Linked DNA regions of Mus musculus: all the other regions are linked to region 5. A link is a contact called in public HiChIP or PLAC-seq and promoter capture Hi-C data. All regions are on one chromosome and are shown on one strand. The core of a region is the stretch at or near the end of the contact, and the rest is flanking DNA. Distances in the headings are between cores, read along the strand shown. Region 1 overlaps Slco2a1 (solute carrier organic anion transporter family, member 2a1). Region 2 holds the start of Rab6b (RAB6B, member RAS oncogene family). Region 3 overlaps Bfsp2 (beaded filament structural protein 2, phakinin). Region 4 has its middle 15 kb from the start of Cdv3. Region 5 holds the start of Nphp3 (nephronophthisis 3 (adolescent)). Region 6 overlaps Bfsp2 (beaded filament structural protein 2, phakinin).

What was found. Promoter capture Hi-C pulls out the DNA fragments that hold promoters and counts their contacts. HiChIP or PLAC-seq counts read pairs in DNA pulled down with a chosen protein or histone mark.
Region 1: a contact with region 5 is called in a FOXA1 HiChIP or PLAC-seq map of pancreatic cancer cells. The contact joins the enhancer-like site here to the promoter of Nphp3 in region 5. A contact is called at or near these places in 2 of 39 promoter capture datasets (hippocampal neurons and pre-B cells), 1 of 484 Hi-C or Micro-C datasets (rod photoreceptor) and 4 of 115 datasets of contacts at active chromatin or transcription factors (embryonic forebrain, extraembryonic endoderm stem cells, large pre-B cells and 1 more).
Region 2: an H3K4me3 HiChIP or PLAC-seq map of forebrain shows a contact between it and region 5, with 5 times the contacts expected there. The contact joins the promoter of Rab6b here to the promoter of Nphp3 in region 5. A contact is called at or near these places in 5 of 39 promoter capture datasets (the C10 cell line, hippocampal neurons, neutrophils and 2 more), 1 of 15 datasets of contacts at CTCF or cohesin (pro-B cells), 5 of 484 Hi-C or Micro-C datasets (CD4 T cells, CD8 T cells, the N1E-115 cell line and 2 more) and 6 of 115 datasets of contacts at active chromatin or transcription factors (embryonic forebrain, embryonic midbrain, forebrain and 3 more).
Region 3: a contact with region 5 is called in an H3K4me3 HiChIP or PLAC-seq map of embryonic basal ganglia, with 4 times the contacts expected there. The contact joins the enhancer-like site here to the promoter of Nphp3 in region 5. A contact is called at or near these places in 13 of 39 promoter capture datasets (the C10 cell line, cranial neural crest, embryonic stem cells and 9 more), 2 of 15 datasets of contacts at CTCF or cohesin (large pre-B cells and pro-B cells), 3 of 484 Hi-C or Micro-C datasets (the HL-1 cell line and embryonic stem cells) and 22 of 115 datasets of contacts at active chromatin or transcription factors (the NIH/3T3 cell line, acute myeloid leukemia, bone marrow-derived macrophages and 15 more).
Region 4: a contact with region 5 is called in a promoter capture Hi-C map of cranial neural crest. The contact joins the enhancer-like site here to the promoter of Nphp3 in region 5. A contact is called at or near these places in 8 of 39 promoter capture datasets (cranial neural crest, embryonic stem cells, frontonasal cranial neural crest and 5 more), 1 of 15 datasets of contacts at CTCF or cohesin (large pre-B cells), 8 of 484 Hi-C or Micro-C datasets (the G1E-ER4 cell line, embryonic stem cells, extraembryonic endoderm stem cells and 4 more), 13 of 115 datasets of contacts at active chromatin or transcription factors (VIP interneurons, cardiomyocytes, embryonic basal ganglia and 8 more) and 1 of 9 other capture datasets (embryonic stem cells).
Region 6: a contact with region 5 is called in an H3K4me3 HiChIP or PLAC-seq map of stem cell-derived neural progenitor cells, with 14 read pairs. The contact joins the enhancer-like site here to the promoter of Nphp3 in region 5. A contact is called at or near these places in 11 of 39 promoter capture datasets (the 3T3-L1 cell line, the C10 cell line, cranial neural crest and 6 more), 1 of 15 datasets of contacts at CTCF or cohesin (large pre-B cells) and 13 of 115 datasets of contacts at active chromatin or transcription factors (effector CD8 T cells, embryonic basal ganglia, embryonic forebrain and 8 more).

What each region holds. Positions count from the first base shown.
Region 1 is chr9:103,076,268-103,080,157 of GRCm38.p6, reverse strand. It overlaps Slco2a1 (solute carrier organic anion transporter family, member 2a1), which reads right to left. Exons shown (of 14, transcript NM_033314.4): 10 at 3,069-3,234; 11 at 546-709. Among named protein-coding and RNA genes, the nearest start is that of Rab6b, 34 kb to the left of the region's middle. Within about 2 kb of position 1,542, at least 35 of the 459 cell types and tissues checked have an H3K27ac peak or open chromatin away from gene starts, as enhancers often do. A contact at or near this core is called in pancreatic cancer cells, where this site is marked.
Region 2 is chr9:103,109,997-103,113,756 of GRCm38.p6, reverse strand. It overlaps Rab6b (RAB6B, member RAS oncogene family), which reads right to left and starts at 1,683. Exons shown (of 8, transcript NM_173781.4): 1 at 1,531-1,683. The coding sequence starts at 1,600. It overlaps Gm46128 (a long non-coding RNA gene), which reads left to right and starts at 490. Exons shown (of 2, transcript XR_001779270.2): 1 at 490-1,231.
Region 3 is chr9:103,464,390-103,468,587 of GRCm38.p6, reverse strand. The region is part of intron 1 of Bfsp2 (beaded filament structural protein 2, phakinin); the gene reads left to right. Among named protein-coding and RNA genes, the nearest start is that of Gm16252, 5.6 kb to the left of the region's middle. Within about 2 kb of position 2,732, at least 37 of the 459 cell types and tissues checked have an H3K27ac peak or open chromatin away from gene starts, as enhancers often do. A contact at or near this core is called in embryonic basal ganglia, embryonic forebrain, forebrain and 4 more, where this site is marked.
Region 4 is chr9:103,378,476-103,382,455 of GRCm38.p6, reverse strand. No RefSeq gene overlaps it. Among named protein-coding and RNA genes, the nearest start is that of Cdv3, 15 kb to the right of the region's middle. Within about 2 kb of position 1,680, at least 11 of the 459 cell types and tissues checked have an H3K27ac peak or open chromatin away from gene starts, as enhancers often do.
Region 5 is chr9:104,000,431-104,004,432 of GRCm38.p6, reverse strand. It overlaps Nphp3 (nephronophthisis 3 (adolescent)), which reads right to left and starts at 1,889. Exons shown (of 27, transcript NM_028721.3): 1 at 1,272-1,889. The coding sequence starts at 1,652. Gm33054 (predicted gene, 33054) reads left to right here and starts at 2,074. Exons shown (of 2, transcript NR_168653.1): 1 at 2,074-2,131; 2 at 2,399-2,673.
Region 6 is chr9:103,442,135-103,445,778 of GRCm38.p6, reverse strand. The region is part of intron 4 of Bfsp2 (beaded filament structural protein 2, phakinin); the gene reads left to right. The region is part of intron 5 of 5830418P13Rik (RIKEN cDNA 5830418P13 gene); the gene reads right to left. Among named protein-coding and RNA genes, the nearest start is that of 5830418P13Rik, 20 kb to the right of the region's middle. Within about 2 kb of position 2,123, at least 47 of the 459 cell types and tissues checked have an H3K27ac peak or open chromatin away from gene starts, as enhancers often do. A contact at or near this core is called in embryonic forebrain, forebrain and stem cell-derived neural progenitor cells, where this site is marked.

The sequences.
Region 1 (3,890 bases), core at 293-2,792, 920 kb after region 5:
GGAACGCTCTCTATTAAAAACCAGACACTTCTCTTGACCCCACCCTGGTTCCTGGTCCCTTGTCCCTCCACTCTGAGCACTGAGTCCCCAGTCTCCTGCAAATTTCACGTTTTCAGCCCTTTCTCACAGTGTTCGCTTTGCTTCTGGAACTTTCCTCAGTTTCTGACTTGCTGATTTCTCCTCTTTTAATATTGAAGAACAAGTGAATCTTTACCCACAGCCTGTCTTGAACCTGCGGCTCAACCTTTCGACAGTTCCACCATCCCGGGCTATGATTTAACTTCCCACAAATAAAGATGGGGGTGCCAACAGGGCCTATGTTTCATGGATACTAGGAGCCTGGGCCAGGCTTCCCTACCAGGAGCTCCTCCTGGGACAGGGAACTCCTGCCATCAGTGTACCTATTGTCTTCTCACCATTAGACACTTGTAGGTTGCTGTTAAGACTCCCCAGTTAAGGGAGGAGAGACTCTGAGTAGGAGACAGGATGTACTGTCAAAGAGAGGGTGTGGAAGCAGCAGCCAGAGGCTCAGAGATTTCACTCACCGTAGGACCATCATGTAGAGGGGGTTGTGGGAGACGCAGGCAATGAGTGCCACAAAGGAGATGAGGAAGATGGACGGGAGCAGCAGCTGTGCACAGGATGTAGGGCAGGAGCCTGTCTTGGCCGATGCGGATCCTCCAGTCACACAGCTACAGTTCAAATAGATCTTGAAGAACAGGAGGGGCCACGTCATGATTTAACCTCTGTATGTTTCACATATCCACACTGCCTCCCTCTAATATGAACGAATCCCTCTGCCCTCCCTTCAGCCCTCCAGGGATGGAGGAAAAGCTAGGATTCAAAGACTGAAGAGGTCAGATGAGGGTTTTAGAGTGCCCCATGGGGTCCTGGCTCTTTCACTTTGGGGACATTAGAAATGGTCTTCACGGTCTGGAGAGATGGCTCGGCGGTTAAGAGCACTGACTGCTCTTCCAGAGGTTCTGAGTTCAATTCCCAGCAACCATATGGTGGCTCACAACCATCTGTAATGAGACCTGATGCCCTCTTCTGGTGTGTCTGAAGAGAGTGACAGTGCACTCACATGCATAAAATAAATAAACAAATCTTTAAAATAAAAAAAAGAAAGAAATGGTCTTCACCAAGAGTCCAGCATGGGATGAACTCCTGCAGTCTTCCAACATCTGAATGCCCAAGATCCCATCACCAGGCAAAGCACCCTCATCAGCTCAGCGCCTGGAACCTGGGAGCTCTCCTCCCGGTCCAGCCCGCTCTAGTGGTTGCGCAAGTTGTTATGGGAGAAGGTATGTTCCGGGAGTAGAGGAAACAATAACAGAGTCTCTTGAATGCTCTGTAGCACTCCCCACTGAAGAGGTGTACTTTGACCTAAGAAGAGCCCCCAGAGGAGGACCCTGCCTCATCATAATTCTATGTGGCTCAACACTGCTGTTCGACTCATTTGGCGGCCACCGTTCATCTGGTCATCTTTGCCTTCCCTCCTTGCAGTGGCTGATGGCCCAGCCTATGATGACGTTGGTGTCAGAGCTGTTATGGGGCTGAGCCAACTAATGAGCTAGAGGAGGCCTCCCTCTGTCAGTCAGTGGGACTGTGGCCCTCAAGCTCAGAAGTTCCTAACACACGATATTGCCGTAACCTCCCGCAATCTGGATCTTAAAATACTAAGACTTTATCCCCCTTATAATTTATTATTTTTTCCCTTGCTATCATGGTAATGGATTTTGTCTTGATGTACTTGTGCTGTTATTGGAAGCTTGTCAAGATTATTTCTGGAAGTAGATGAGTCAGCGGAGAGTAAATAAAGATAAGAAAACCACAGAAGCCACCACTCTTCCAGTTAAGAGGCAAACTAAGGGGCCATCTTGTCTTAGCTCCTCACCCTTCTCTACCTGAGAGCCAAGGGCCTTTGCCCATAGTGACAGACAGGGGAAGCTTTTTTCTGTGACCTCGCAAGAGGTGGTAAGTGGGGGCTAGCCTGGCCCATGGCCAACACACATGGCCGACACACAGGTGCATTCTTCCTATGGGGGCATCCTATAGTAATGACATAGACGTTCCATTGTTCTCATCAGAGGGAGTTAAGAGGGGAAATAATCTCCCTCCTAAGTCTGGCTTGCCTGGCCCTGCCCAGCTCTGGACCTGTTGATCCCTTGTCCCGATAGCTGTGACACTTGTCGCTTAGCGCCGACCAGGCCTTTCCTCAGCTTCTCTGGTGCACTGGCACCTGTGCTTCCCTCGAGTGCAATGGGCTTCCAGGTTTCCATAGGATTCTTCTGGTCTTTGCTCAAGGGTAAGTCACCTCAGGAAGTCCCTCAGCATTTATCGTGTGCATTTATCGGACTGGATGTAAACTGTGAGACCAGGGCTTTTGGTTGACATGGTGGCTGCACACATGGATTTCTGACTAAGAGACAAACCTGGAGGAGGCATTTGCTGTTTCCTGATCCCAGAAGGCCTGGGGTCACTGTCCTCACATATTGTCAGACAAGTCCCCATAGGTCTAGGTCTAAGAAGGAGACACATGGCCTTGAAGACCAGGTGAAGAGAGATTTTGTTTCTAATCCTAGATTTGAACTTAATTTCATGGCTTCAGGCCAACTCTGTGGCACTCCTGGGAGAGGAGGGCTTGAAACGACTGCTGCTCCCAGCACTGGCCTCTAAGGTCCAAGTCACAGGGGACCCTCTGCTCTCAGGCCATGTGACTCTGTAATATGGCCTGAACCCAGAACCCAGAACCCAGAAGTTCCCCCCTGCCACAGGGAGCCATTAGTATCAGTCACAAGTTTCCGCTGAGAGCGACTGCTCGGACTTGTTTCTGTTGTTTTGCCAAGTTCCCAAGAATGAACTCGTTGGTCTCCAGCCAATCTTTAACTGACTTTGGGCTGTGGGCATCTGGTCATGACCCCGGGGCAGAGAAGGATGAGAGATGGTGGAGGGGGCTAAGACGCTGATACTGACGGCCAAGGAACGGTTTTTGAGGTGACACACTGAGCCCCAAAGCTCCATGTGGTTCTGTCGACCCCTGTGACCCCCTTCGTCGTTGTCCTTACTGGTTGCTTAGAAGCTGCTGAGCTCACGTTGAGGCTGCTGCAGCCAGCATGGCAGGGGGAGAGGTACTCGACTCCATTGTCTCCGCAGACAGGGTGGAAGACGGAATCTGGGCACAGGCAGTCCCTGCGGCAGGCGGGAGGCTGCGGATGTATAGAACTTGGTGTGCTGCCAGGCGAGACAGGAAGAGAAGAGAATCAAACAAAGCAAGACCAAGAAACAGCACCACACTCCAGCCCAGCACGAGGTCCTGGCCTGGCTGATGTGCCTGCATACCCCCGTTTGTCTTAGGCCAGTGCTGTCCCAGAATCTGAACGGAGCCGGTGGGAGCCGGCTGTGAGTCTGCCATGGTTTGGACATCATGGCCCTCTCCATTCTCCTGACCCTGGGAACCCAAACCCACCCATTACTCAGTTGTAAAGGTCTAGCCAGAAAACACCCATGCCACTGTCAGAGTTAAAATGACTGACAGCCTGAAGCTCTGTTGAAGGAAGTGGTCTACGCTACAGTGAAGTCATTAGAAACATTTGCCTTCTCTTATGGCCCAGCTAGGTGCTGGCTGAGACCTTTGGAGGCCACTGAGGTTTTTATAGACTGTTCATCTCCTGAAACAAATGGATTCACTGATCTGGGTCTGTCCATTCGCCTTCCTATCCTGGGCCAGAACTTCATCGAAGTGGATTTCGATGGCTGTTCTTACTGATCTTCTTTGGGGAAGTTCTGATGGCTGAGTAGTGCATTGATAAACAGTAGCAGTGGATGTTGGCATTTATGGGACATCACAATGGAAGGGCCTTTTTGTTTACGGATAACTTCCTCATAGC
Region 2 (3,760 bases), core at 434-2,933, 890 kb after region 5:
CCTTTCCACACAGCAAGGAACGGAGGTGTCCTTTGTGACACTTGGGATCTACAAAGCACAGGGAATCAGATCCAGCTGGCTACCTAGCTGAGCTGGGTACGATGTGAAATGTCCCAAACCCAGCTCTCCGGGACAGGCAACCCCGACTTCCACCCGGCTCCCAACCCTCCAGCTCAGGTACTGAGCATCAGCAGACAGGAGGTGGCCATGTGACCTCCACAGCCCACACGCACACGTCATAGCTGCACGGTGCCTGGGCCCACCAGGTCCTCCCACGGCCTTCCTCCTCTTGGCCTCCAAACCAGCTAACAGAACTGGTTTACAGAGCTAGAGCTGGGAATCCCGCCCCCCCCCCCCCCGGGATCCCCCTCTCTTCCAGCAGAAATGCTCAGAAGCCCAGCTTATGTCTGTAACCCCCTGGTTATGTGACTCCTGGACCGAGGCTCTCAAGGAGGTACTCCTTCCCACAGGTATCAGAGGGGTCGCTGCTCTTCTGTCTGAGCTTCCCACCTTGGACCAACCTGGGTGTCAGATACTTGGGAGGGGAGACTCCTGGGCAGCAAAGAAACCCTTACTCTCCCCCTCCTTAGGCTCTGGCTGGCTGCCACGGTGACCTCCCCTCCCCCAAGAAGGGCGGTGAGCTGGGAGATGGGGGGTGGGAGAATCCACCGGCTCCACTGATGCTCTCTAGAGGGGGCAGGGAAGCCAGGCAGGGCGTGTCGCCTAGGCCTTTCTCTGCCCAGTGCCAAGCTCACAGATATGAGACGCCTCTGTACCATCCCCCAAGTCACCTGCTATGGGAAGAATCTTCACTCTCACGATCCACACCCCTAAGCCCCAAAGAGGCTAACACATTAGTGAAGGACAGTGAGTCTAGAACCTTCTGCCCAGTCGGATGTAAGCCAGAGAAGCTAAGTGCCCAGTTACCCTACCACTTGCACCCACTCTTTTCGAAAAGGGACAGGTGTCGTGTTCCCCATTTCCCAGCAGCAATCTGCTCCAGAGCTGGACGCGTCCTTTCCCTAGATTCCAGGCAGGGTCCGCAGGGAGCCCCTCGGGCGCAACCTTGGGGTGGGGGCAACCAGCTCCCAGCCCCACCTCGTTCTCCCAAGAGAGGCTCCTGTCCCTTCGCCCACACCCTCGCCGGCACCCAGACACCTGCACAGTGCTCCGCAGCCTGTGCCGCAGTGCGAGCTAGTCAGCGAGCCCGCGAGCCCGGCGCCTAGAGCGGGTGAGCCAGCCGCCGCCCTCGGTCCTCCCGGACGCACCTGCACCGGGTACCCGTACCCAGATCTCACACTCACCCTCATCCCTTGACCCCCAGAACCACCTTCTTCCTTTCCCCCTTGGTCCTCCCCAGCCCGGCCCCACCCGAGCCAGCCCCATCTCCCCATCTGCATCCCTCTCCTCTACCGGGGCGTGGAAGGGCCTTGGCGAGCCAGGGCTGGGAGGGTCCCTAGTGGGGTGGCTGAATGGGCGGCGTGGGGAAAAGACTCGGCTCCGAGCCGAGAGAATAAGCCGAGTACTCACCGCTCTGCTCCCCTAGGAAAACCAACTTGAATTTTCGCAGCGGGTTCCCAAAATCTCCCCCTGCGGACATGGTGCTGGCAGCTGGGGCCGGGCGAGGAGGAGGAGGAGGAGGAGGAAGCGGTGAAGGAGCAGGGAGGGGAGAGGAGGAGGGCGAGGGGAGGCGGCGAGCGGTGCGGGAGCCGGAGGGGGAAGGGCTGGCTGCGCGCGCCCCTGACTCCCCAGCTGCGGCCGGGCCCCGGCCTGCGGCTGCGTGTCCGACGGCGGCGACGGCGGAAAGGGAGGAGGCGGGGTGCGCGGCGCAGCCCTGGGTGGCGTTGGCTGCACGGGCGACGGGCGCGCTGTGGACGCCCGAAGCTCGGCGCGGGCAGCGAGGCACGGGCGGAGCGGGGCGCAGGGACCGAGCTGGGCGGAGGAGCGCTCTCCGAGCAGCGCCACGCGCCCCCTCCCGCCCGCCTGCTCCGCCCGCGCCTGCGCTCTGCGCGCTCCCAAGCCTCTGATGTCATGCGGAGCCCGTGGGTTTGCGGGGCTTGGGGGGCGTGCGCCATCCAGCCCCCACCCGGGCAGCCGGCTCCGGAGAGCCACCTCCTCTTGAGCCTAAGAGAGGTGCCCTCTTTGGAGCGTCTTGCTCTGCCCTGCTGCTTCTGTCTCACCCACCCACCTAGGGGGAAAAAAAAAAGACAGGACTTGGTCAAGAGGACATTTGTTTCTGGTCTTTGACACCTAAATGCGGTTCCCTTCTTCCGTCTCAGACCCAGATAGATGGTCAGACAGGGCGGGAACATAGGAAAGGGTCAGTGTGTGGTGTGGTGGTGAGTAGGAAGATGTGCGGATACCTGGCTCAGACCTGGGGTATGGCTCCTCGGTGGCCCCTGCTGGCCTCTAGCTTACCTCCTATCTAGCTAGGCTCAGACTCTTCATGCGGAGGGGATCTGTGGTTGTCCCCAGAGGAGCTGGCCAGTGAGAGAGAAGACACCCTTACAGGATATGCCTACTAGGGTTTGAAACCTAACCTGCCTGGTAGAAGACAGCTCCACTAACCCAAAGACAATGCCCTGCCTCTTTTGATCCTGAGACCGTCAGCCCAACCACACTCCTGCGCCCTGCTAGTTAGGTTTATTCGGGTAATGAGCTACAAGAGTATAAGAGAGCGACCTCTAAGTTTGCAGGGCACACACAGTAGCGTGAGAGCAAGGAGTAGACGCCAGACTAAGGTTAAACGCAGTCCCCAAGCAGTACACTCTAAGGCATCGGGTTAATTGAGGCTTTACAAAGCCCCTCCCCTCTTCCTCTCCAGCCACTTGCTGGTCTTGACCTTCTCTGGCCATTCAGGGAATGTTTGTTTGGGACTGTTTGGAATGTGTAGTGTATGTTACACAAAGCAAGCCAGGAGTGAAATGCACACACACACACACACACACACACACACCCGTGCCTACGGATTTCCCAGGGGACACTTATGAATTTACCCCGAATGTACCCACTAGAGTCTCCCACCGCACATTGAGCCCTCACAGGAAACTCCATGGAAGCAGCTGAGGTTCCACTTCACCTAGAGTTTAGGAAACAGTTGCTGAATGCTCGAATTAACCTCTAAAACTACTCTCAAATCAGAGTAACTGTTCTATTCTTGTGGTCTTCTTCGGTTTGAAGTCCCTGGAGTCGGAGGTCATCCCTCTGAGCATATAAGCATGCCAGATTGGGCACCAGACTAAGATAACTCAGACTCCACCCTACTTTTGCCCCGAGTGTGTTGCTGTCTCGGGATCCAGCATGGGCTGAGGAAAGTTTTGGCAGGTGTGTCCGACCCACTGTCCACAGGCCATATGCCTTGCAGGATAGCTTTGAATTCAGCACAACACAATATTGTAATCTTATGTAGAACATTATGAGATACTGGATGGGTTTCTACATTTTTTGGGGCAAGTTTTTGTTTATTGTTGTTGATCCCATTGCCTGGTTTTACATTGTGAAGTTTGTAGATTGCAATGTTGTGTCTCCGTAGCTAGAAGTTGGACACTCCAGCAGTGAAAGAACTACTCCTAAGCCACACCCCTCCCTGCCTGTGGAGGTCAAGGCATTCAGGGGGTTGGGGGGTGTCACACCTTCCACCCAGCATTTCCTCATCTGTACTGGTTCAGTCGGCTGGGTTGGCTCCTGCAGTCTGGGCAGAGCTACACAGCATGGTCTTCATGCTGTATGTGAATCCTAACCTTAGAATGCTTCTGCTCTC
Region 3 (4,198 bases), core at 1,483-3,982, 540 kb after region 5:
TCAGGTAGGTCAGGCTTGCTTGTAAGCACTTTACCTCCACAGCTATCTCCCAAGCTTGGTCCCAGGCTTATAATCCCAGAGATGGGGAGACACAAGAATACCTGGCCAGCCGGTCTGTACTAATTGGCGAGCTCTGAGTTCCAATAAAAACTACATATCGCCGGGCGTGGTGGCGCAGGCCTTTAATCCCAGCACTTGGGAGGCAGAAGCAGGCAGATTTCTGAGTTTGAGGCCAACCTGGTCTACAGAGTGAGTTCCAGGACAGCCAGGGCTATACAGAGAAACCCTGTCTTGAAAAAAACAAAACAAACAAACAAACAAACTACATCTCAGAAAGAAAAAAATGGAGAGATCCTAAGGAGATCCACTTGAGATTGTCCTCCATGTACATGTATGCACCTACAGGCACATATATGTACATGCATGCACATACAGGCACATGCATGTACATGCATGCACTTACAGGCACATACATGTACATGCACACAAAGGATCTTCTCTGAGAGTCGCACCTGAATCAGAGAGGAGCCCTGGTAGTGTGGATCTCAGCATATTTCTGATTAGCACAAATCCCTCAGGCATGGGCAAACACCCAGGAGGAAGATCTCACCAGAGGAAAGCTAGACATAACCATTTCCAAACAGCTTCCTTTAGGCGAACAGAAAGGACATCTGGGAGACTCAAGCAGTGTGGCCCTGTGTCCTTGAGTCCTGACTTCCCTGCACCTGTGCCTTCAGCAGCTTTACCCACTGCTCCCAAGGTTGCAGCAAACTCACTCGGGCCTCATGACTGCTACCCTGGGAACCTGTCCTCCTGTCCCTGTTCATTCCCAATGGTTCCCACCTCCATGCCAGCACACTTTCCCAGAGAGTGCCCCTGTCTTAAGCACTGTGAAGCGCTGACCACTGGACCAGCTCTTTTTTTTTTTTTCCAGTTGACTTTGCTTATACCACCTTGTCTTTTCTTAACTGTGAAATCTTTTAATAGAAGAAGAGCACCCAGCACTCAGCATGTCCGCCCTCAACCTTGTACATGACACACTTTATTTGAAGCAAAACTCAAAGATTTTAGAAAGAATGCAAACTCCTTTTTGCATGGACAAGCTGCAGTTGCAAGTCAGTCTATGGGATGTCTGCTGTCAGGGTCTAGGTTTTCAGGGGATGCTGGTGTCTCTTTTATCTGATCATCTAGCTGACTGGATGAGGCTCATTCACATTACAGAAAGTAGTCTATATAATTAATAATAATAATAATGGACTGCTGCGCATATTACTATTGTTACTACTATTACCATGGTGATGCTGGGGTTGAACCTGGGGCCTTGTACATGCTAGCTTGGTACTCTGTCACCGAGCTATACCCCCAGTCTATTACTTTTCAAGACAGAGTATCACTCAAAGGCCCAAACTGACCTAGAATGTGCTCTATAGCCCAGGCACTCCTTGAGTTTGTAGTCCTCCTATCTCGGCCTACAGAGTAGCTAGAATAAGCCTGTACCCCATGCCCAACACCATGGCCCATCTCAATTTTATCTAACGCTACCCTCAGAGAACCATCCAGAAGAATGACCAACCAAACACCCAGGCACCAGAGCCCAGCCAAGTAACATCCAGCCGTTGGGCTCACATTGTTCCAATTTTCTCTGTCACAAGTAGTGGTGGTGGTGGTGGTGGGGGGGGGGGGTCAAGAACTTCCCATGTCAGGAATGGTGGGACATGTGTTTGGACAAATCAGGTTGTTTGTGTGTGGAATGTGTACATGGAAGTCAGAGGTCAACATCAGGAGTCTCCCTTGGCAATTTTCCACCTTATTTTTTTTCTGACATGGTCTCTCATTGAAACCAGAACTCACTCAGCCGAGCATGGTGGCGCACGCCTTTAATCCCAGCACTAGGGAAGCAGAGGCAGGTGGATTTCTGAGTTCGAGGCCAGTCTGGTCTACAGAGTGAGTTCCAGGACAGCCAGGGCTACACAGAGAAACCCTGTCTCGAAAAACCAAACCAAAACAAAACAAAAAAACAAAACAAAACAAAACAAAACTCACTCTCTGGATACATTGTCTGACAGGTAAGCTCCAGGTCTACATCTCTATGTCCAGCAATTTTTTTTAAACAGGTCTGAGATTTGAACCTAGATCCTTGTGGGTACATAGCAAGCACCTTACCCACTGAGCCATCTCTCCAGCCCTGTGAAATTGCTTTTTATTAAAATAAAGCCCTTCCCATCTGTGTGTTAATCATCCCCAACTGTTCTCCCACCAAGAGGGGTTGCGATTGTGCATCACAACAACGACATAACCCATGAAGCCTGAAATATATATTATCGAATCCTCGGTAGCAGAGGTCCATGCCTACCGTGGACAGTATGCAAGGACGCTGGTGCATAGCATTGCCAGATGGCACTAAACTGGCCTCACACACTTCCTTCCCAGAGCTTCCAGGGAGACCTCTGCCTTCTCCACCGCTTCTCTCACTACTCGCTGCCTTGGTCTTGGCCTGGTCTTTGAAAACGGATGTCTCCCTGTCTCACGGGCTTGACTCTTTCAACGAGTATCACTTATTCATCAATTTACTGAATACTTATTAAGGGATTAGCAGGCACCTGCTACTGCTGAGATAAAGCTGCCCTGCTTCATAAGAAGAGAAATGGCTGCTATTTGATGTTAGAGCCATGGTTTAATCACAGTGGGAAGGCAGATGGCCGAGCGTAGAGCTTGCTGGCCTGCCCTGGAGCGGGAGCACCATGAAAAACAATCGAATAGCTGGCGGTATTTTGCAGGCTTAGGATGCTCAGCTGGGGAGTAAAACAAGGACTTGGCCATCCGCCCAAAGCGGCTGACAGCCAGGGGCACCTACATCATAATTCTCAGGAGAATGGAGCTCTTTTTCATGCTGGCATCCATAATACAGTCTTCTGGTGATTAAACAGGTTTTTTTCTTCTTCTTCTGTCCTGCCATTTGACCTTAGAAAATAAAACATCTGTGATTATAAGAGGGGGAGAGTGTGTGAGAAAGGTATTGTCCACGTTTAATACAATAAGAGATGGAGCTACTCAAAGGCAGTAGAAAGGAAGGGAGCTAACCTATGCCAGCCAGCCAGCCAGCCTGGGAGTCAGAGCACACAGTGTTGGAGGCTGGAAACCATGACATCCAAAGAGATGGAGGCAAGATACAGGCATTAAACCAAAGCAGAAGCTGCTGAAGAGAGCATCAGGGGAGAAAGTGCTCAGGCAGGAGAATGCCAAATTATAAGACCACTGTTGAATTTTAAAGATCAGATGTAGATGCACACCCACTGCTGGTGAGGTTTTTGTAGGTATTTTTCCTCTTTTGGAGTTGTTTTTCTTTTGTTTCAAGACAAGATCTCACTACTGTAGCCCTGGCTGACCATAAACTTGTGCTTTCCTGACTCGGCCACCCAAGTGCTGGGATTACAGGTGTGTACATGCCTGGCTGTATGTGGTATCTTAATTTTAAAAACTGAAATATAAGGACATGAAAATAGCAAAGATTAATGAAAGATATATTCCAGGTGAGGTGCTCATAATGACCTCTGGAGGTGAGGCCAGAAGTCGACAAGAGCAGAGAATTTTAAATCAGACATACAATTTGTAACTGTTGAAACCTGTTTGGGAAGTCAGAATTCTGATCTCTATTGGTGTATCATTATATACTTGAAGTTTTCCGTAATATATGTTTGCTTTTTTAAAACTGTTGTTGAGAACAAAAAAGAGCCATAATGAGAGACCATCACTGAGTGAGGGATACAAAGGTGAAGAAAGACAAGGATGAGGACAAAAGACAGCACAACCACTGTAGAGATGGGCTGGGCAGCCTGGGCTGGGTTTTGAGGGATGAATAGGAGCTCACCTCACAAACGAAAAAGAAGGCAGGGCTAGATAAGGCTTGCCTATGATGTTTGCACATAGGAGAATGAGGTAAGAGTGGGAATCTGGAAAGTTCAAACAAGTCAAAAGGAGTTCTGCCCCTGAGAAGAGGCCAAACTTAGAGATCAGCAAGGTCAAGTTATAAGAGGTCTTATACAGCAAACTAAAGAGGGAGGGTTTATCAGGAACATACCTCAGAACATTCTAGTACAACGGTTTTCAACCTGGGGGTCAAATGGCCCTTTTACAGGGGTTGCATATCAGATATTCTGCATATCAGATATTTACATTACAGTTCATGACAGTAGCAAAA
Region 4 (3,980 bases), core at 431-2,930, 620 kb after region 5:
TTAACATTGTATTCTCCCCCACCCCCAAGCTCCTGTCTGTGAAAATGTGTGTGTGTGTGTGTGTGTGTGTGTGTGTGTGTGTGTGTGTGTGTGTGTGCTTAAAGAAAAGGTCTCCCCCTCCCCAGGGATCCAGGAATGTGCCAAGAGTCCCACTGGCCTCTGCTAGGTGGGCCTGGATATAGGATCCGTGTGCAGTAAGGGAGGGATGTCTTCCATTTTTTGCTGCCTCCTTCCCATCCATTGTCTGAGGAGGGGGAGAAGGTATTTTTGAGACAAAGCACAGGCACCATAAATAAAGTTGTGACACTACTACTCCAAAAGAAAAAAAAAAAAAAAACCAGAAAGGAAAGAAGGAAGGGAGGAAGGAAGGAAGGAAGGAAGGAAGGAAGGAAGGAAGGAAGGAAGAAAAGGGGAAGGGAAGGGAAGGGAAGGGAAGGGAAGGGAAGGGAAGGGAAGGGAAGGGAAGGGAAGGGAAGGGAAGGGAAGGGAAGGGAAGGGAAGGGAAGGGAAGGGGAAGGGAAGGGAAGGGAAGGGAAGGGAAGGGAAGGGAAGGGAAGGGAAGGGAAGGGAAAGACCCCCCTCCCTGGGCCTGGAGACTCACTCCTTAGGCTGAGCTGAGCTGCAGTGAGCCTGGGCAGCCTCTTGTCTCTGCCTCTCCATTGCTATGACTAGAACCACGCACCACCGTGCCTGGGCTTTTAGGCTGGTGCTGGGGAATCAAACTTAGGTCCTCACAGTAATGCAACAGGCAATCTCTCAGCTGAGCCGTCTCTCCAGAATCCTGCCCCTCTTCAGAATTTTGGGGGTTACAGATGTATATGTGAGTGCACGGGTTCAGGGATCAGAGGAGGGCGTGGCTAGCTTCCTCTATCATCACTCGCCATCTTATATTTTTAGATTTATTTTTAATTACATGTACACTGGCAGGTTTCTGTGTATATGCAGTGAGCTTGGAGGCCTGGTGTGTGTGTGTGTGTGTGTGTGTGTGTGTGACAAAGTCTCTCACTGAACCTGAAGTTTGCCATTTTAGCAAAGCTTGCTAGCTAACGGGACCCCAGGATCAGGCTCACCCCACACTGCTGGCTTACAGATATATGCAGTAGCCAAGTGGGTGCTGAGATTTGAACTCAGGTCTTTGAGTTGTGTTTTTGAAGCTTTTCCTCTACTGAGCCATCATGGCAGCCATGTTTTATTTTCTCTTAATCCATTCATTAAGAAAAAAAGCCAGCCGGGCGTGGTGGTGCACGCCTTTAATCCCAGCACTCGGGAGGCAGAGGCAGGTGGATCTCTGAGTTCGAGGCCACCCTGGTCTACAAAGTGAGTTCCAGGATAGCCAGGGCTATACAGTACAGAGAAACCCTGTCTCGAAAAACCAAAAAAAAAAAAAAAAAAAAGCCTTTACATCAGGCTATGGTGGTCCACAAACCACAGCATTCAGGCGGTAGAGGCTGGGAGTTCAAGGTCACCCTTAGTTCCTGGCTAGCTTGAAGTCACCCCAGGAGACCAGGAGACCTTATACAGGAGACCTTATCTCAAACAAAACCAAAAGCAAAATAAAAAGATGCAGTTAACATGTGGGAAAGCTGGACACAGAGATGCATAGTGTAATCCCTTCCCTGGGGAGGCAGAACCAAGCTGGTCACAGCCAGCATGAGGCAGGTGACCTGGCTACAAAGGGAGTTCCCGGCCACATATGGCTAGACACTGTCTCAAAAACAAAAGCCGCACTGCCATTTGGGTGGCTTGAAATAACAGGGCGGCCTTTTCTGATAGCTCTTGAGGCTGCACTTCCAACACGATGTGTCAGCATGGTTGGCTCCTGTGCAGCCAGGAAGGGTGGGCAGTCATGCCAGGGCTTCCCCTGGGCTTCTATAGTTTGGCCAACAGCCTTTAGTTTCCCTGGGGCTTGTTGGGGCATCATCCCCAATGCCTTCCTTCCTGCACCAGCAAACAAAGCTCTGTGAGCACGTCTACTTGCATAGACATTTCCACCCTGGACTCCTCAATTTTACTTCTTCAGCAGCAAAGACTCTGGTTTCAACTGGAGCCACATTTATAGGCATCGGGTGGTTAGGTTTTCAACATCGTTGAAGGGTACCCAATTTCAATAACACTGACTTTGGTGGTCTGAATGGGCCAGATCCTCACCCAGTTAGTGGAACTGTTTGGTAAAGAGTAAAATGTGTGTCTGTGTTGGAAAAAGTGTATTTTGGGAGATGGCCCACACCAGGCCCAGCCTCCCTCTCTTTCTGCCTGCAACTTGCAGATCAAAGGCACTCTCAGCTACTATTGTAGCACCATGCCTGCCTCCCTGCCTGCCTGCCTGCCTGCCTGCCTGCCTGCCTGCCTCTGTGCCTTCTGCTATGATTGCAGCCATGGACGAACCTAAAACTGTAAGCAAGGCCCCAATTAAATGCTTTTTCTTATAAGTTGTCTTGGTCATGGTTTCTCTTCACAGTAATAGCAATAGAACAGTAACAAAGACATTGACCATTTATTTTTTTAAAAGTTACTACCCATGAAATGTCAGGCATTGGCATAATTATTTCATATATGTTTTTCATAAACCTCACAGAGACTCCTCTTCCACTGCAAGGCTTAAGATACTGAAGAGAGATGGTTTGGGACTATCAAGATCACATAGCTAGATAATATAGCTACATGTCAGATCTGGCCTCTTTTTTAGGATCCCTGGAACAAGCTATTTAACCTCTGAACCCCATTAGTAAAGTGAGATAACAATTACATGCCCCCCGCCCCCACTAATCCATGTTGCGTTATGGCAAGAATTTATAAAGACAGTTGAAATATCATGGCACAGAGCAATTTCTGAATTCACAGAAGCTGTTATCTTTCACTTTAATTTTGTGTGTGCACACGTGTGTGTGTGTGTGTGTGTGTGTGTGTGTGTGTGTGTGCAGGCATGAGTGTGCTGTGGAGGTCAGAGGACAGCTCTTGGGAGTCACTTATCTCCTGGGCCCGTACACTAGCACCTCTACATGCCGAGGCGTCTGGCTGGCCTAGTAGTTATTATTCTAAGTAGTGGAATCAAGGACACAGGTTGAGCGCATGCTGAAGGGGAGCCTTTGAGAGTGTCGCTTCGTCCTGTCAGAGGGTGTTGGTGAGGATGAGAATGCAGATGCTGTCTGGTCTGGCAGGACATAAGGAATTCCAGCCACACCATCCTGCTGACCTGCACTCAGCCACGCCCTCCCTGCCATGGTGACCGTAACCCTCTCAAACTGTGGCAAGATTAATCCTTCCCCCCCCCCCAAAAAAAAAAACAACTAATTCTCACACCAGTGACTACATCCATGGCCAAAGATATATTCTAGGCCAGTGCCCTACCTCTAGGCTGTGCATTCCCGGGGTTTGCAGTAAAGCTTTAAATGTTTATTTCCTTTGCTCCAGCACCTTCCTTCTCTATTTCTCCACCACTGGGAGATGAGCACTTCCATATCAAATCTTCACAGTACCGTGCAAGGTGAACATTTCTGCCTACACTTTATGGATATGGGAAATGAGAGAGAGCAGAGGTGACCTAATTAATCACTCAGCAGGGTGCCCCCCCCCCATCCTAACGGTGCAATCCTGCAGTCCCTATCATGCCTTGTAAATGAAGGATCACAGACACGAAAAAGCCGAAAGGAAGACAAAAGGACCATAGTCAAGCCGGGCGGTGGTGGGGCACGTCTTTAATCCTAGCACTCGGGAGGCAAAGGCAGGCGGATTTCTGAGTTCGAAGCCAGCCTGGTCTATAAAGTGAGTTCCAGGACAGCAAGGGCTATACAGAGAAACCCTGTCTCGAAAAACAAAAACAAAAACAAAAATAGCCCATATTCTTCCTTCCATGGTTTGCTAATAACCTTTGTATTTAAAATCATCAGGAGCTAACTGTGGTGTTCTTGCCTATAGATCTGAACACTCAGACGTCCAGAAGCTGAGGCAGTAGAATAAGTGTGAGTCTGAGACCCAACTGG
Region 5 (4,002 bases), core at 640-3,139:
GGTTTTTAAGAGAATAAGACACGCAATTTGTAAGGTTTAGCTTGAAGAATAGTACGTATGAAGGTTCCTGTGCTCCTTGGCATTATATATTAATCATTTTACTCTTCTCCTGAGCCATTCACCGTCTGGATCCATCAGAGGCCTCCAGTAAATGTCAACATGGCTGAATGAAATAAATGTGAGGGAGTTTTCTCACGATGATGCAGGTAAGAAAGGAACAACAGGTTTCACAGGGAATTGGAACTGCTGATCTGTGATCTGTGACATCTGTCTGTCAGTCCTCCCTGCACTGGCCTCTTTATCCTGCTAACCCCTTCTCCCTGCAATTCACATGGTTCTTAGTGGGCAGTGGTGCACATACATGACATCATACACGAGGGACACGCAAGTCCACTTTATAAGGGCAAGCACATTGGTCTCCCAGTAGAAAGTGAGGCGAGCAGGGAGCTGAGGGTGAGAACAGCTTCCCAGATAATATGCTAATAGCCCAGCAGATTCTGAAGGGCTTCATAGCTTATGGGAATGATGCCCTACTAGAAGGAAGGAGCCTTCTTTTACAAAAAAATCTGTGATGTTTATTTAAGTTCTGATGTGCCGGGAGCTCTTGGGCTGTCAGAGATCCCTCTCACAGAAAAGAAAGGTATAAACAAATGACCACCAGAGAGGCTCCGAACCCACGGCATATAGTCCCATATTTTTACTCCGAGAAGTTCTGCTTTACCTAGTATCCGAATGAATCAAAGGCGATCTGTTATAAGGCCTACAATAGCATTGCAGTAACTGTTTAGTCCATTAACTAAATGGACTAAGAGAGTTTGAGTACTCTCAGGGAAGACTTTTAATCACAACAGTTAAAAACCATAAAATCAGGAGGTTTCCAGAAAAATTCCTATCGTATCATTAAACCCCAGAATCTGCCGAACTTCGCGAAGAAAACTAACCCAAGAACTCCATTTTGGAGATACCTAAAACCGGGAGGAGTTTGTGTGTAGTTGCTCTGAGAAATTTTTCGACTTCAGGACTTGGGTTGATTCAACGTGTCTTAATGAATGAACCGTAAATTGAAAGGGGCAGGGGAAGATGCTGATAAGAAATTAGTTTACACTCAAATAATGATTCCACATAAAGGAGGAGCAGCTTTTGCACAATTTAGAAAACAACTTGGTTTGTAGCTGGGGTAGGATGGTGGTGCCACCAAGCGGCTGAGCGGTGCGCTCGGGTCTCAGTTTCCTCAGAGCCTCCCGCTTGCGACGCTCTCGGTCCCGCGTTACCTGCAGCTCCGCCCGCAGCCGCTTGTTCTCCGTGTCCAGCTTGGCCTCTCGGCGGCCCATGGACAGCAACTCCTGGTTCTTGCTGACCCGGAAGATCTCATACTCTTTCTTGAGCCGCTCGAACTCGGCCGCCGCATACTCTAGCTCGGGCACAGACGAGCCGGTGGACTTGAAGCTGGCGCCCAGCAGCCCGCCGCCCCCTGCCGCGCGAGGCAGCGACCCGGGCCCGGCTCCCGCGCCCCTGCGGAACGAGCTGCGCAGCAGGCGGGCCTTGGGTTTCACTTCCACCGGGATCTCGCAGGCCTCGCCGCCGCCTGCCCCGTACGTGTCCTCGATCACCTCCCCGCCAGTGGGACTCACCAGCGACGAGGCTGTGCCCATGATGCCCGCGGCCGGCTGAGGCTGAGAGTCGGCTGGGTGCCAGGAGGAGGCGGGACCAGGAGGGCGGGGCCTGTCAAGCGGGGCGGAGCGCCGCAGGGAGAAACCAAAATCAGAGAGGAGCGTGGCCAGGAGCAGGGAGGTGGCCGGGGCGTGGCCAGGCCTTAAGGGCGGGGCCTAGATGGTGGGGCGAGGTGCTGTAGAGGAGAGGGCGGAGTTTGGAGGGAAGAGCGGAGCAGTAAGTGAGCCGGGCCTGGTGATTGGGGAGAAGGGCGTAACGTGGCAACTAGAGGGGCGTGGTGTTGAAGAAGAGTGGCCGTCTTGAGAAGGGGCGGAGCCATACTTTCGGGGCGTGGCCGAGCAAGCTGGGGATGTTAAGGCTAACAGAGAGGGGTGGGACGTAGCAGCGAGAGGAGGTGTGGTCAGTTGAGAAGAGCAGTGCCCAGAGAGAGTGTCGGGCCAGATTTTAGGGTCGTAGCCCGGTAAGTGGGGCGTAAGGCAGCAGCAGAAGAAAGAGAAAACCAGTCAGAGAGTCGGAGAGGTGGTCCTGGCTGGACAACGAGAGGGGGAGTGGCCAGGAGTCCTGTGGGGCGGAGCCAGGCTTTGGGGGCGTGACCAGACACGCGGGGGCGTGCTCTTCTGAATGAGACCAGTAGAGGAGCTGGACAAGGGAGGGTTGAGAGAAATGAGACTCGGGAGGAGAGGAATGGGTATCACGGAGCTGGCGGCCCTGAGAACTTGCTTTGCAGGAGCAGGCGGCAGGACTGAGCTGGGCAAGCTGGGCGGTACCAGGAGATCCGGACATCCAGAAGGGAAGGTTCCAGACTAGGCCCAAACCTACAAGCTCTGCTCCCTCTGCGTGAACTTTGTCTCAGTGAGCAAGAACTAGATCACATACCCATCTGCCCCCGCTCTGCCGCAACTGTTTCTGTGGTCCTGACTAAAGGGCTCTTTTCTGGAGGCAGTTCAGTGCCTAGTGTGTCTCTCAGGAAACATGTAATAAATAATGCCAGCCAGGAAAGAACTTCGAAGCATCACCACTTGAACCCCCCCACCCCCGCGACCCTTCTCTCCCCCCACCCCCATCCTTGATAAGCTCAGGTTTTATAACGCCTGGCGATAAGGATGCCAGGGACCCTATTCTAGACGGAAGAAAATTGTTAAGTACAGGGTTTGCAGGAAGGGAACGCGTGCTACTGTTCCAAGTTGTCCTTGGTCTGCTAACTTATCTTCCTGCCCATCCCAGATTGGTACCCCAGGTTAGAGGGGACAGAAAAGTGAGCAGTGGCTTTGACTCAACACTGTTGTGAGCTGGGTGCTGGTAATCTTTATACTTGCCCTTTTCTTAGGCAGTCTCCGAATGCCAGCCACTCTCTCTGCCATCATCCTCATTACCGGGAGCCTCATTACCCAAGGGGGATATAATCTTATTCCAGTGCTTGCTTACTCCATCCCCAGCTGTAAGAAATCTGGTAGCATTTTAAGCATCAGTCCATGCAGAGCCTCCTTGGGCTGACCTAAGATAGTCTTTGGTGGCTCACTCCATCCACAGGCATCCCTAGGATTCTTGGAAAGCCAACTCTGAGATGTAGATAAGCAAGCAAGATGTCTACCAGAGAATGCTGGGTAGGTACCTGGGGCAAGGCAGGGGAATCAGTGCAAGGTTGCTCTGTGCAGCATTCCCAGCAAAGACCTCAGCCAACCCTGCAGAGACTTTTGAAGCTGGGACGGCCCTGGGGAGTTGTCCTAAGTTACCTTGGAGCTAGAACTTCAAACTTTTACTTAATCTAGCCATCTGCTCTCTTTAGCCGGTGGAGACTGATGGCTGAGAATAGTCTGCTGTCAGCACTGTCATGGCTGACATCCAATCTTTCACCCTTCATATCTATCACAAAGCAAACAGCCTTTCCTCCAAGGAACTCTGGGAATGCTGGTCCGTTTTAACTCCCACCCCACCCCCACAAATGCCCTGAACTCCTTCCCTCAAATTAGCTGGTCGTGTTTTCTCTGACCTCTTAGACACCCTTCTAGCCTTTGGACTCTCCTAAGTTGAAGGATTACATATTGATTTCTCCAGTTAGTACCATGAGATCCAAAGGGAAACATTTGCTCTATCAGAGTACCCAAAAGACTGCCCTAGGTTCTCAAAGCCTTTCTAGCTGCTGATTTCTGAGGTCTGTTCCTTCAGAGATTTGAGGACCATTCTCTAGATTTTCCTTCCTTCTCTTCTCTTCTCTTCTCTTCTCTTCTCTTCTCTTCTCTTCTCTTCTCTTCTCTCCTCTCCTCTCCTCTCCTCTCCTCTCCTCTCCTCTCCTCTCCTCTCCCCTCCCCTCCCCTCCCCTCCCCTCCCCTC
Region 6 (3,644 bases), core at 874-3,373, 560 kb after region 5:
GTATAGCCCTGGCCATCCTGGAACTCACTTTGTAGACCAGGCTCACCTCAAACTCAGAAATCCGCCTGCCTCTGCCTCCCAAGTGCTGGGATTAAAGGCATGCACCACCACCGCCTGGCTGAAATTCTTGTTATATAGGCCTTTCACTTGCTTGGTTAGAGTTCCATCAAAATATTTCATATTATTTGTGGCTATTGTAAAGTTCTCCTCCCAATAATTCCGACCTTTCTTCAGCCTTGAGGATTGGTCATAAAAGCTGCCATAAGACAAAAGAAGGACGACACCCTCCCCCTCAGCATTTGCCTCTCCCTGCTCCTCCATCAACTTTCGGGACCATCCCAGAAGGACCTTCCCCAATTCTGTATCCCTCAAATAGTCACTCCTACCCACCCCTATTTCTCCAACCCTATTCCCCACCCCCACCCTATCTGCTGGAGATATAACTCCATAAGGCAACGTGAAATCAAACCATGGACCTGAGTTTGCTCTTTTAAAAGAGATTTATGAATATTTTATGACCCTGGGGACCATCTAATACCAGTCCCTCGAGTACCTAGTTATATGTAAGAGCTGAGAAAACTGAGGTCCAGAGCGTGCAAGGGACTCCCCAAGGTCACTCGGCTGATTGGTAGCACCAGGCTCAACTCTTCTGGATCCTAATCCAAGAACCTTCCTTCTATAGCATCAACATCTTCTTCTTCCTCTTCCTCTTCCTTCTCTTCTCCCTCCTCCCCCTTTCTTCCCTCCTTCCCTTCTTTAAGTTTTCGAGGCAGGGTCTCCTATGCCACAAGCTAAGCTCAAATTCTCTATGTAGCCAATGATGACCCTGAACTCTTTAGTATTTATTTAACGTATATGTGTGTGCACCTGAGTGTATGTATGTTCACCACATGCATGCAGTGCCAGGGAACATCAGAAGAGGGCGCCAGATTCCCTAAAACTGGAATTATAGGCAATTGTGAGCTACCTCATGGGTACTGAGAATAAAACCCAGGTCTTCTACAAGAGCAGTGAGCACTCATAGCCACCGAGCCATCTCTCCAGTTACAGACTAGAACTCTTGACGCTCCTGCTTCAACCTCTAAAGTGCTAGGATTACAGGTGTTTAGCACCACACCCACCTTGTCCATTTGCTTGAGATAGGTTCTCCCTGTGTAGCCTAGGCCACACCTGATCTTCCCATCCTCTTGCTTCAGCTTCCCATATGCTAAGATTGCAGGCATGCCATGAGAACTCAGCCCACAGCATCAACTAAGCAGGGCTCATATGGGCTCAGAGAGACAGAAGCAGCAGTTACAGAGCTTCCGTGGGTCTGAGCGAGGTCCTCTGTATATACATGATAGTTGTGTGGCTGAGTGTCTTCGTGGGAGTCCTAACAGTGGGAGTGGGGCTATCTCTGACACTTAGTCTTGCTCTTGGGACCCTTTTCCTCTTACCGGGTCGCCTCATCCAGCCTTGGTATAAGGGTTTGTGCTTACGCTCATTGTAACCTATTATGCCATGTTTGGTTGATATCCCTGGGAGGCCTGCTCTTGTTTTGAAGGGAAACCAGAAGGAGTGGATCTGGGGAAGAGTAAAGGAAGGGAAACTAGTCAGGATGTAATGTATGGGAGAAAAAAAAAATGTAAAAAGAAAGAAAGAAAATAAAGTTAGTTACCACTGTGAAAGGAGATAATGAGAAAAAAAAGATTACAGGTGTGCACAGTCACGCCTGGCTGGCTGTGTCTTTCCCAGCTCCGTTGCCAAAGCTAACTAAACCCAGTTTGCCGCCTGATTTCCCTCCAAGCACTGCTGAGGCTCACACCACACTGAGCGGGTGCCTCTTTAAGAATGGACTGGGTCATTATCATTATCAGAAATAAATCCTGCCTAGCGTGAAAATTTAAAAACCCACAAAACTGGCCATTATCTTTCAGCCCTCATCTGAGAATGGCCGTCGGCTCAACACTAACTCCAACATTAATTCTGAACAGATTCATTAGTGTTTTTAATAGAGCGATCTGAAGGCCACCTCTCATGGAAGACAGACAGGATTTGTTTTCATTTGGCCAGCGCTGCCTGGGCCTCTTGCAGCGACGCAGAACTCAGAAAATATTTGCAGAACGAGTGAATTCCTCTGATTGTCAACAGGGATCAGAACTGACAGCCAGGATTCCTGCAATAAATAGCTTGTCGGCTGTGGCTGTGCCCTCGGGGGCTGACATTTGCCTGCCCCGAGCTTCTCATGTCTGCTACTTGGCAGCAAAGCCAAACTCAATGGCTCCTCACTGCTTCCAAAGGCCTTTGGAAAGGGAAGGAAAACATGCATTTAATTACCTTTCGGCCCAAGGAGGCTGAAAATTAATTAACGTGATTAATTTATGTCTTAGTTGATGTTCCCCCAGAAGCAGATCTTGAGATAAATATTGGAGTGGTGGTGATTTATTTGGGATTAGTGGGTGAGTCAGGGGTGGGCGAACCAACAAAGGCTGTCTTATGAGCAGCTGAGATTGGAGCAGCTTAGGGGGATGCTGAGAAACGATGGATGCAGAGTACGGAAGGAAGGAGGCAAGGGGCAGGGACATGAATACTTCAGCTACCTGCTAGCCAGGTGACCTTTTCCAGGACTTCAGAGCAACCTCAAGCACAGAGGCAGAGGCAGCAGTGGGGATCCAGGAACACTAAACATTGAAGGCACGAGGGATAAAGACACGTGGGTGAGCATCTGTTGCAACTATTGCCAGCTCTTTCTGGTGTGTGTGTGTGTGTGTGTGTGTGTACAAGTTTGTGTGTATATACAGGTAGGTGTATATACAGGTAGGTGTGTGTGTGTGTGTGTGTCTGTATACAAGTGTGTGTGTATATACAGGTATGTGTATGTTCAGGTAGGTGTGTGTGTATATACAGGTATGTGTATGTTCAGGTAGGGGTGTGGTGTGTGTGTGTGTGTGTGTGTGTGTGTGTCTGTATACAAGTTTGTGTGTATATACAGGTAGGTGTATGTACAGGTAGGTGTGTGTGTGTTTGTATACAAGTGTGTGTGTATATATAGGTATGTGTATGTTCAGGTAGGTGTATGTGTGTGTGTCTGTATACAAGTTTGTGTGTATATACAGGTAGGTGTATGTACAGGTAGGTGTGTGTGTATATACAGGCATGTGTATGTTCAGGTAGGTGTGTGTATGTGTGTCTGTATACAAGTTTGTGTGTATATACAGGTAGGTATATGTTCAGGTAGATGTGTGTGTGTGTAAGGTGGTTTGGGGGGGGATGCCAAAGGACTCGATCAGCTATCTGAGAAATGTCACCTACCTCGTTTTTTCAAAACAGTTTCTCATTGGCTTGGAATTCACCAATTAGACTACACTGGCAGTCCAGCAAACCCCAGAAATCCCCCTGCCTCCGCCTCCCTAGCACAGGGATTTCAAGTGTATACCACCTCACCAGGATTCCTGGCTTTGTTTATTTGTTTTTAACATGGGATGTGGGGATCAAAGTCGTCATACTCTCTGCCCAGTCCTTTTACCGATAGACCGAGCTATCACCGCAGCCTCTTCCTTTGTTTGTAGAAGCCCTCTGAAACCAGAAGCAAAATCCACCTTTCGCCCTAAGTGGGTCACATCAGGCATGTCCTTGCAGCGATGCAACCATCCTGAGTACAGACA